Regions from separate parts of the Macaca mulatta genome. Here region 1 is linked to region 2. A link is a contact called in public Hi-C data. All regions are on one chromosome and are shown on one strand. The core of a region is the stretch at or near the end of the contact, and the rest is flanking DNA. Distances in the headings are between cores, read along the strand shown.

Region 1 (4,920 bases), core at 1,707-4,206, 64 kb before region 2:
GAATCCTTTTATCTATGTCAGATGCTGTGCTAAGTGCTTCATGAGGGCTATCTCATTTTACTCTCACAACTCTGTGAGATAGATGCCATTGTTTTCTCTGTTTCATAAATGAGAAATTTAGATCACCGAAAGGTTTATAAATGAACTCTTTCCACAATTATACTGTATAATAAGCCACTCCAAAACTCAGTGGTTTAAAACAATACTCATTCATTATCACACATCTACAGGTTGACTGGAGTTTGGCGGGTCTAGGCCTGGGCCCCAGTTGGGCATCTCTGCATCTTACTAAAAGATCGGTTCAGGCAATTCTGTGCCATATGCATGTCATTCTGGGACCAAAGAGCTTGCTAGGGTATGTACTTCTCATGGCAATGACACAGGCACAAGAGAGAAAGCAGAAATATGGGGTCTCTTAAGGCCTTGGATCTGATTTGGCACACTGTTACTTCACCACAACCCATTGGTCAAAGCAAGTCACACAGCTAAATTCAAAATCAAGGATTGGGGAAGTATACCCCACCAAAGTCCATGGCAAGGGTGTGGATGCTAAGAGGCATGAAGGATTAGGTAGAATAATTCAATGTAGCACAAAACGCTCAATAATACTTCCAAAGTCATACCCATTGTGGCAGTCAGGGATTCAGTTTGGCTGAATGTAGCAGAAAACCCAAATAACAGTAGCTTAATAAAATAGGGGTTTATCTTCTCTCATGCAAAGTCTGGAGATAGCCAGTCAAGAAGCTGATAGGGCTGTTCCATGACATTACCAGGAACTCAGGTTCCTTTTTCGTTTCTGTTCCACCATCCTTAAGATGTGACCCTCATGTTTATGTTCACAACAAGGCTGCTGGAGCTTCAGCCCCATATTCTCATTTCAAGTAGAAAGAAAAGGAAAGGCAACAGACATAAAATGGAAGTACACCTCATCCAGAGATTATACTTATATCTCATTGGCCAGACCATGTCACAGGCCACGCTCACTGAGAAAGAGGTTGAGAGATTTTTTTTTTTTTTTTTAAGAGAACACTGTCATTCCCAACACAGGGTTAAATTAGTAATAAAAAGAGAAGAAAACATTGACATTAAGTAGGAATTAACAGTATCAAACATAGGGAGTATTTGTGCCAGAATTTGCCCATTAGTTTAAAACTATACTTAAGATGATATGATTCTTACCATCTTAAAAAATATTTAATATTCTGGCCGGGCGCGGTGGCTCAAGCCTGTAATCCCAGCACTTTGGGAGGCCGAGACGGGCGAATCACGAGGTCAGGAGATCGAGACCATCCTGGTTAATACGGTGAAACCCCGTCTCTACTGAAAAGTACAAAAAACTAGCCGGGCGAGGTGGCGGCGCCTGTAGTCCCAGCTACTTGGGAGGCTGAGGCAGGAGAATGGCGTGAACCCGGGAGGCGGAGCTTGCAGTGAGCTGAGATCTGGCCACTGCACTCCGGCCTGGGCGACAGAGCGAGACTCCGTCTCAAAAAAATAAAAAAAAAAAAAAACAAAAAAAAAACAAAAAAAAATATTTAATATTCTAATATATAATATATGCTCATGGAAGACATTTTGGTAGCTATCTTAAAGTACAAAGAAGACAAATCAGCCATAAGCCATTACAAAGATACAACCACTGTTAAAATTTTGCTATCTCACCTTCCTTTGGTTGCTTTACCTTGTATACTTACAGTATATTTGTATATGTAAATTGGGCTCATTCTCTACAAATAGCCAGTCTCATCTCCCTAGTATTTTAAAATTTTGTTTTATAGATCATAAGACAATATATACTCATTATGGAAAAATCTAGAAAAAACAGAAAAGTATAAAGAAATAAAAATACTTTACCTATAATTCCATCCTTAGATCTAATTCCTTGCTGTGATTTTGAAAAAATGACTTATACACTTTTTGTGCATTATATGTACGTCAATATAGTTTAAGTCATATTATATATAAATTTTGCATTTGGCTTTTAAAAAGTATAAGACAAACACAAGGTTTTTATTAACATAATTTTAAATACCTGCCCGACGTTTTACTTAAATATCGTGTTTAGATTTCCAAGGTTGTGGTATTATAAATCATGTTACTCTGAACATCTATTTTTACACAAGCTTCATCCACATTCCGGGAACATTTTCTAGAAGGTGGAAATAAAATTGTGTTATATTATGATGTGTATTCTTGAGTTTTTGTGTTTATTCATTTCCTAGTAATCAGGGAATGTCCTTAAGCAAAGCATATTCTGCATGTTTGTTTGCAGTTTGAGAAAAGTTACTGTTTAAAAATAAAACCTTGTTGTTTGATGCTCTCCTTCTAATGCGTATTTAATCCTTTTTCACACTTTCAGGTCTGAAGGTGGGCCTAACGACATTATCGTTAAGGGATAAAACTTCATTATTTTGACTCGGACACTAATGTGTTCTTATCATGTGCTTCTTGAATGAGTTTTCTCTTCGGGCATTTTGGAGCGTTCTGTTGCAGACTTCCTTTGAACAACGGGACATGAAATAAAACCTCGATACTTTTTACTTTTGTTTTTTAAATCTAGATACTTTTACAAGAACTCTATTTGGCCGGGCGCGGTGGCTCAAGCCTGTAATCCCAGCACTTTGGGAGGCCGAGACGGGCGGATCACGAGGTCAGGAGATCGAGACCATCCTGGCTAACACGGTGAAACCCCATCTCTACCAAAAAATACAAAAAACTAGCCGGGCGAAGTGGCGGGCGCCTGTGGTCCCAGCTACTCGGGAGGCTGAGGCAGGAGAATGGCGTAAACCCGGGAGGCGGAGCTTGCAGTGAGCTGAGATCCGGCCACTGCACTCCAGCCTGGGCGACAGAGCCAGACTCAGTCTCAAAAAAAAAAAAAAAAAAAAAAAAAAAAAAAAAAAAAAAAAAGAACTCTATTTGTCCAGGATACAGCCCTTCCGTTTTCCCAGCCTCTCCAACTGGCTCCTCCCTCTCCCCGACCCCGCTTTCAAAGCCGCCCCATCGTTCCCACGCTAGCGAGTTAATGTCCTTATTTACGAGAACTTGTGTTTCACAGTCTTAACCACGGAGGTTAAGATGTCTCTGCCTGGAATTTCTTTGTTTTTAAAGTTTTTCCAGCCCATCTTTCGCGGAAAAGACCCTCAAAGTGGGACCCAGCCCCGCCCCCACCTGGCCCCACCCCATCTGGTCCGGAGCCTTCCATCTCCATGGTTACGCGGCGGTTGCTGCGAGAGCCCAACTGCCCCGACGGTCGCGGTGAGGGCCCCAGGACAGAAGCAGACAGACACGGCTCCTGCTGTCGATTCCGATCCAGGTCAGCCTACTCGGGGCTCCGCGCCCTTGACCCGGAGGTGTGTCCCGCCAGGCGGCGAGCGTGGGGCAGCTGGCGGAGCCCGGGCGGCTGGAGGACCGCGTCCTGCCTAGTCGAGACTTAGCTCTCAGTCTCGATCCTTTAGGCTGCGCCGCCGCTGAGCTGGAACAGCGGTCCATTCCCGCCGGAGGCGCCCAGGGCTGCAGGGCGACCCTCTAGCCACTGCGCGGGCGCCTGAGGCCTTCCGCCTCTGTTCCACTCCACTGGCTACCCTAGAAGCCTGACCTCGGGAGACTTAGTAATTGGTGGGTGGATGCGGGGAAGGTGCTGAGCCGCGTCCCTAGCGACCCGGCACCGTTGCGCATGCGCACACAGACCCGGAGCAGGATAGACTCTCCCACAGACTGACACTCGCGCATGCGCTGCTTGCGATCCTGGAGTACTGATTCAAAGCTGTTTTAAGCGATTCCCTTATGCCGCAAACTGTTGTAACCACACAACATATAGGACTAATTTAGTCCTCACGCCTCTGGAAAGAAGTGAAACAAGTGCCCAAGATCTCACAGCTAGACAGTGGTCGGGTCACGATGGAATCCAAGCAATCTGGTTTCACTGGACAAAATGCCTCGTGCTTCCGTACCCATCCATCGGAAAGCTAATAATGCTGAGGAGTTGGCTTTATCTACCTGATATTGCCTTTGTTATACTCTACATGCCAAGTTCCATTGTGCTCAGTTACTAATATTCAGGAAAATCAGAAAACTTGGTCAAAACCTGCCACTTTTTCCTTAGAGTAAATGGAATTAATAACCAGGAGTTCATTTTTTTCCATGATGCATAACTCTTACGTTTTGGTTTTTGCTTTTGTGTTTTTTATCGAGAGTCTGAACTCCATTTTAGATGTGCGGAAAAGATTATTTTAATGATCTGAGCAAGAATTGTTTTCCAAGATTCTAGTACCATTACGAAAGATTATTTAGTGAATGTGGTTGAATAAGCATTTCCTCTTTCAAGCTGTACTCTTGGGTTTCTCATTAATTTTACCTTCTTCCCCTACAAATGCTGCTTACCTTTTTTTTTTTTTTTTTTTTTTTTTTTTTGAGACGCAGTTTCGCTCTTGTTGCCCAGGCTGGAGTGCAATGGCGTGATCTCGGCTCACCGCAACCTCCGCCTCCCGGGTTCAAGCGATTCTCCTGCCTCAGCCTCCGGAGTAGCTGGGACTACAGGCGCCCGCCACCACGCCCGGCTAATTTTGTATTTTTAGTAGAGACGGGGTTTCTCCGTGTTGGTCAGGCTGGTCTCGAACTCCCGACCTCAGCTGATCCGCCTGCCTCGGCCTCCCAAAATGCTGGGATTACAGGCGTGAGCCATACGCGCCCAGCCTGCTTAGCCTTTTTTTTTTTTTTTTTTTTTAATTAAGAATATCATGATAGGAATATATGTTTAGTGACCATAATTTAAATAATTGAAAATGTTAATTATCAGATGTTTCAATTATTTGAAATCCCAATCATTGTCTGTCTTCAATAAAGTCCTTCATTTTTAAAAATAATGAAAAACAGGAGAGGCCTAGATACTAATAAAAATACTAATAAGCTAATAGATGATATTAT
Region 2 (5,316 bases), core at 976-3,475:
CGATAGTTTGACAGGTTTGTCCCTGTTGGTCTTGGGCTAACTGGGTTAGGACAAAGAGGCATCAAAATCTAGTTAAGGTTGATGCCAATGAAGTATAATAGTCTTTTGAGGCAATGAAAATGTATAAGAAAAGTAGGATTCAACAGCATGATGTTATGTGAACCAGAAATGCCACAAAAATGGCTCAGCAGCGTTTGATCCACCACCTTAATTGGGATCTCCCTCTCTCTCTGTGTGTGTGTGTGTCTGTCTGTAAAATGCTCTTCCTCACCAGAAGGAATGATAGTTCCTAGTTGATTCTACCACCTAGGACAGGAAACAACAAAACCTCTTCTTGTTGCCAGAAATTAAAACATGCTTCAAAAAGCTAGTGCAGGCCAGGTGTGGTGGTTCACACCTGTAATCCCAGAACTTTGGGGGGCTGAGGTGGGAGGGTTGTTTTAGGTGGGGAGTTTGAGAACCAGCCTGGGCAACAAAGTGAGATGCCCCCACCCACAATCTCTACAAGAAGACAAAAAGAAAAAAAATAGTAAAAACAGTTGGTGCAGGCTTAAAAACACAGGCAGGCTTACAAGGGCCTTTTGGAACAATTGAGCATTTAGAAATTACACTTAATTGAGGTAAGTTGACACTATAATGATGGTCCAAACTGGGAAGAGAGAAACCATACAAAGCAGTAGCTGTAAAACAAAGGAAGGACTGTATGATAGAATATTTTTAATTTTTAAAATTAATTTCGAGTACATATATGACTTTTCTGTTTAAATGTATGCATAAGTACATACACAGGAGAGAACTGAACAATTCTACAAGTAGAAACTATACCAATTACGGTAAGGGAAGATTAGTACCAGTGAGCACACTCATTACCAGGTAGAGGAAGAGTCCAACACTATTCCAAAATGAGATTCATCAAATGTCTGCCTCTACAAAGTCAACTCTGGTCTCCTGGGAGCCCCTCCCAATATTAATATGATGCCAATAAGGCATGCAAAATGTTCCAAGAAGGTTAACAGACCAGATATATCTATATGTATATTTAACAAGACAATGGTATATAACATTCACCACTCAACCCTCTAAAAGGACAATTTTGGAGAAAGAACATGCTGCAGAAGGTGTGGGCTGCTGGGCAGCTCAGAATCTTGCATCGCTATTCCTGTAAGTGCTGAGGTATTTTCATAGTATTTTAAACCAATACACATATCTGGAACATCATTTATTTCACCAATGAATTATTTCTAATATCAATTATGATAATTAACATCCCCTAGTGAAAGTGGAGATTATAGTGGTTAAAATGCCTGTTGATACATCTACTTTTTTTTTTTTTTTTGAGACGAAGTCTCGCTGTGTCGCCCAGGCTGGAGTGCAGGGGCGCGATCTCTGCTCACTGTAATCTCCCGAGTTCAAGTGATTCTCCCGCTTCGGCCTCCTGAGTAGCTGGGATTACAGGTGCGAGCCACCACGCCCGGCTAATTTTTTGTATTTTTAGTAAAGACGGGGTTTCGCCATATTGGCCTGGCTGGTCTCGAACTCCTGACCTTAGGTGATTCATCCGCCTCGACTTCCCAAAGTGCTGGGATTACAGGCGTGAGCCACCGCGCCCGGCCGATACATCTAATTTTTTTTAAAAGGCCCTTTTGTTGTCCGAAGATCATTCGTTAGAATGTCTAGCTGGGTAAATATAACCAATGACAATGCTGACGATATGGAACAGGCACAAGACGTTTGAACAATATGTAGCATAAATTATAACTTATCTAGAACACAAGGTAACAGTGGAAGATAATGAGCTAGGTGGAAGTTACAAATGTTGCCGCAAGTAGTTTTTGTTACTTTACGAGTTCTGGGAGCTTCTCTAACAGCTTTGACAGGAGTGAATCCCTAAGGCTAAACCCAAATCCTTATCTGCCGCCTACTCACACCTTTGTGAGGACTACGATTCCCAGAAGGCAGCGCTCCCTTCACTCAGCCGGCGGGGAGCCGCAGTTTACAGAACCACCTCCCCAACCGAATTTCACACACCTGTCACTTAGGACGCGGCCGGGAAGGCCTCCCTTCGATCCGCGTTCTCCCCATTTTGGGGTGTAGTTCAGATTCCTGAAACCAGTTTTAGCGCGTGGCCGACCGGGAGGCCGGCGAGGCGCTCTAGGCCGAGCGGCTTCGTCTCTATGACCACAAGGGGCGGTCCCTGGTGTCCTGCGCTGGGGCGCGGAAGGGGCGGGCGTCAGTTCCGCGCTGGGCTATCGGGGAACCATGGCTGCCCCGAGAGGTGAGGACTGGGGCTGCTGGGAGTGGGAAGTCTGAGGGGGGCGGCGGCGGTCTAGCATCTGCGCTGGTCCGCGCCTGTCGAGCAGCGGAACACCCTGGTTGCCCACGGCCTCTGCGGCCGGGCTGAGGCGTCAGGAATTTGCGTGGAGCTGCTCCCGGCCGTCCGGGCAGCCGGCCTCCCCCTGCGGCTGCAGTCTCCGCGCCTGACTCCGCGTTTGGCAGGTCGGCAGTCCGAGACCGCGCTGACCTCCACTAGCTGGGAGTGGGTGGGAACCGAATTCTGACAGGCCTGGGTTGCGGCGGACCCGGAGAGGGGCCAGGGCGTGGGTCCGGGGCTGGACCGCATCGCCCAGCGAGACAGGACAGTTCTTGGCCCTGGCCCCGCGACTTCGGTGTCTTCTGCGCCTCCTGCCTTGCGGATGCTCAGAGACTTAAAGGCAGACTCCGGGCGCAGACCCCACGCGGCGGCTGGGCCATGCAACAACCAGTAAAGACATCATTGGGACGTCAAAACAGCACTGAAATCGTAATGAAAGGAAGATAACAATCGTTAACAGTTCCCACCTGTGTGCTGTATGTAATTATAGAGAATGCTGTATGCAGTTAGAAGGAACACTCTGATATTTGTGGTGGAAGGTGAGAGCCACCTCCCTCCTCCTAAGGGATGGCACATTTGGGTGAAGGCGTATTTGTTTACTAATTGGCATTTAAGGAGGGCGAGTCTAATTGACTCCGCACCACTTTTGCTGAGCAGTGTAAGTTGGGACCAGAGGTGGATTTTTTGACTGTGGTGCATTAACTAGGAGAAGTTGGACAACACTCGGATTCTTGCTCCACCCTTCCTCCATAGAACACTTGGCTTCACCCTTGAATAAATATTGAACGAATACCTAAGGAATATCTTCTTACGTGGGTGTCAAGTTATTTTCCCTGTTGCGAGGTCCATGTTTATCATCAGGCCCTGCCCAGGGGCATTGTCTTTAATTGCATATGCTTCTCTTATGTCTTCTTTCTGTTTCATTTCAAATAAGTCCAATCTTAAAAGCCTTTTGTGTAGCAACACAGGAAATAAAGGAAAAAGAAATAGAATTGTTCTGATAACTAAAATGGAATGGGGATAGCAAAATTGATCCGAACGAAAACTTATAAATAACAGAAGTCAAATCATTACTTGAAATAGCTGCAACAATGTAAAGGTTTAGGCTTATTGCCAATACATATTTGTTGAGGCTTGATTGTAATCCTAACAAAATTACAGTTTCTATAGCTTCCGAATATCCACAAAAGATTTATCTGGGACTTCCTGAATTTCTAAGTTCTTAGGTATTACAAGTAATGTCCCCATAAACTATAGTAAAACGTAACTGAAAAAAATTTTAAACTGTAAGTTTCTTTTGAGGGACATTTCCACACAAATACTGTGTAGGAGTAAACAGAACTTCGTGAGAAGCAGAGAACAATGCAGGGTTAAGATGTGGCTGCCAGTTGAGTTGTTGGCTAGGTTTATAGTTACTGGCATTGGGTGTGGTTTGAATGATTTGCCCAATTTGAAGTGATTACATATGGACTTTTGATATTACCCTAAAATAACTGAAATTGCTAATAACTGAAATTTTATACTGGAGAATTTGTGAATGGAGTGAACAAGAAATAGTTTAGTCTGATGTTAAACTGCCAGAGAAAATCGTACTTAAAAACATTTAGTATTTAAAAGTTGAAATACATTTAAAACTGGTATTCCATATCAAAGCCCAATCTGTTTTGCACATTCCTAAACTTATTTGATTACTCTTCCACTTAGATCAGTAGTTTCAAGAGTATAATATATATTCCTATGTAATCACTATGCAAAAAGCTATTTTTTCAAGTTAGTGACAATATTATAAGTCAAAATATGTTTGTAGGCCATCAATATTTGGTTTAGTGTTTAAATATTCACTATGTTGTTTTTGGAATCAGGAACCTATGCAATACCTAAAATAAAGTACTTTTTAGTTTATCAGCCCTAATCTCTGTTATTTGTGAAAATGTTGATAATCTAGGACATGAGTTGTCAAACTTTTCCTGTAAAGGGCTGGATAGTCTCTTCATAACTACTCAGATCTGCTGTTGTAGGGGAAAAAAGGTAGTCCGGATAACTTAGAAACAAATGAGCATGGCTATGTTCTAATAAAACTATTTATGGACACTAAAATTTGAATTTCATGCAATTTTCATGTATCACAAGATGTTACTACATTTTTAATCAAGTATTTAAAAATGTAAAACCATTGTGAGTTCACAGGCCTCATGTAAACTAGTGACATATATAGTTTGTTCACCCCTTATCTAGAAGATGGGGAGTGCCTTCTCTTCCACTGATTAAAGGTTATTGCTGTTTATTTTTGCAGTCATATTTTTTCCCTTGTGTAGGAAAGTTTTAGAACGAAGGAATTATTATAGTGATCTCCTTCACTTCCTTTTTTATAAACACTGATTTTTGGCTCCTCAGATCTTTTGGAAAGAAAGTTTAAGCAGTTAAAAAATATTTCTTCTGTTTTACTTTTTATTTAAAACCTGATATGATTTTTAAAAATTGCCAACAAATCAGAAAAGATTCTTTAATTCACTCGGGAAAATATTTATATTGAAGAACCTGTTTCCTTGGAAGTTCCAACCATACCGTATCTAATCTATTTGAAACTCCTGTTTTATTTTCCTAGGAAAACAGTCTTTGAATTGTGATTAGGCTCCCAAAACAGTGAACAAAATTGTACTTAGCATATAATGTAGTTAAAGTAGCAGGCTGGAGTCACCCGGTGTCCTTCTGGTTCTTAACCTGGGGTTGTCAAAGTATGGCTGTGGAAAGCCTAAAATATTTGTTTCTGGCCCTTTACAGAAAAATTTGCTGATCCCTGTTTAACCTTGAGCCTAAAGATTTGAATGGAGCTTAAGGGGACTATTGGATAATAGGTGGGAGTTGGGTAAGGAAAGTAGAAATAGTTTGATCCTTGGGTGATGGCAGGTTCTGAGCAGGTCTGGGAATAAGGAAGTATGAGGGAG

What was found. A called contact is a pair of places that touch in the nucleus more often than the background predicts.
Region 1: a Hi-C map of cortical neurons shows a contact between it and region 2, with 3 times the contacts expected there. The contact joins the promoter of CFAP206 here to the promoter of SLC35A1 in region 2. A contact is called at or near these places in 2 of 14 Hi-C or Micro-C datasets (cortical neurons and fetal cortex germinal zone).

Annotation. Positions count from the first base shown.
Region 1 is chr4:98,511,380-98,516,299 of T2T-MMU8v2.0, reverse strand. CFAP206 (cilia and flagella associated protein 206) reads left to right here and starts at 2,956. Exons shown (of 13, transcript XM_001089007.4): 1 at 2,956-3,310. The coding sequence starts at 3,204.
Region 2 is chr4:98,446,099-98,451,414 of T2T-MMU8v2.0, reverse strand. SLC35A1 (solute carrier family 35 member A1) reads left to right here and starts at 2,225. Exons shown (of 8, transcript NM_001266759.1): 1 at 2,225-2,275. The coding sequence starts at 2,260.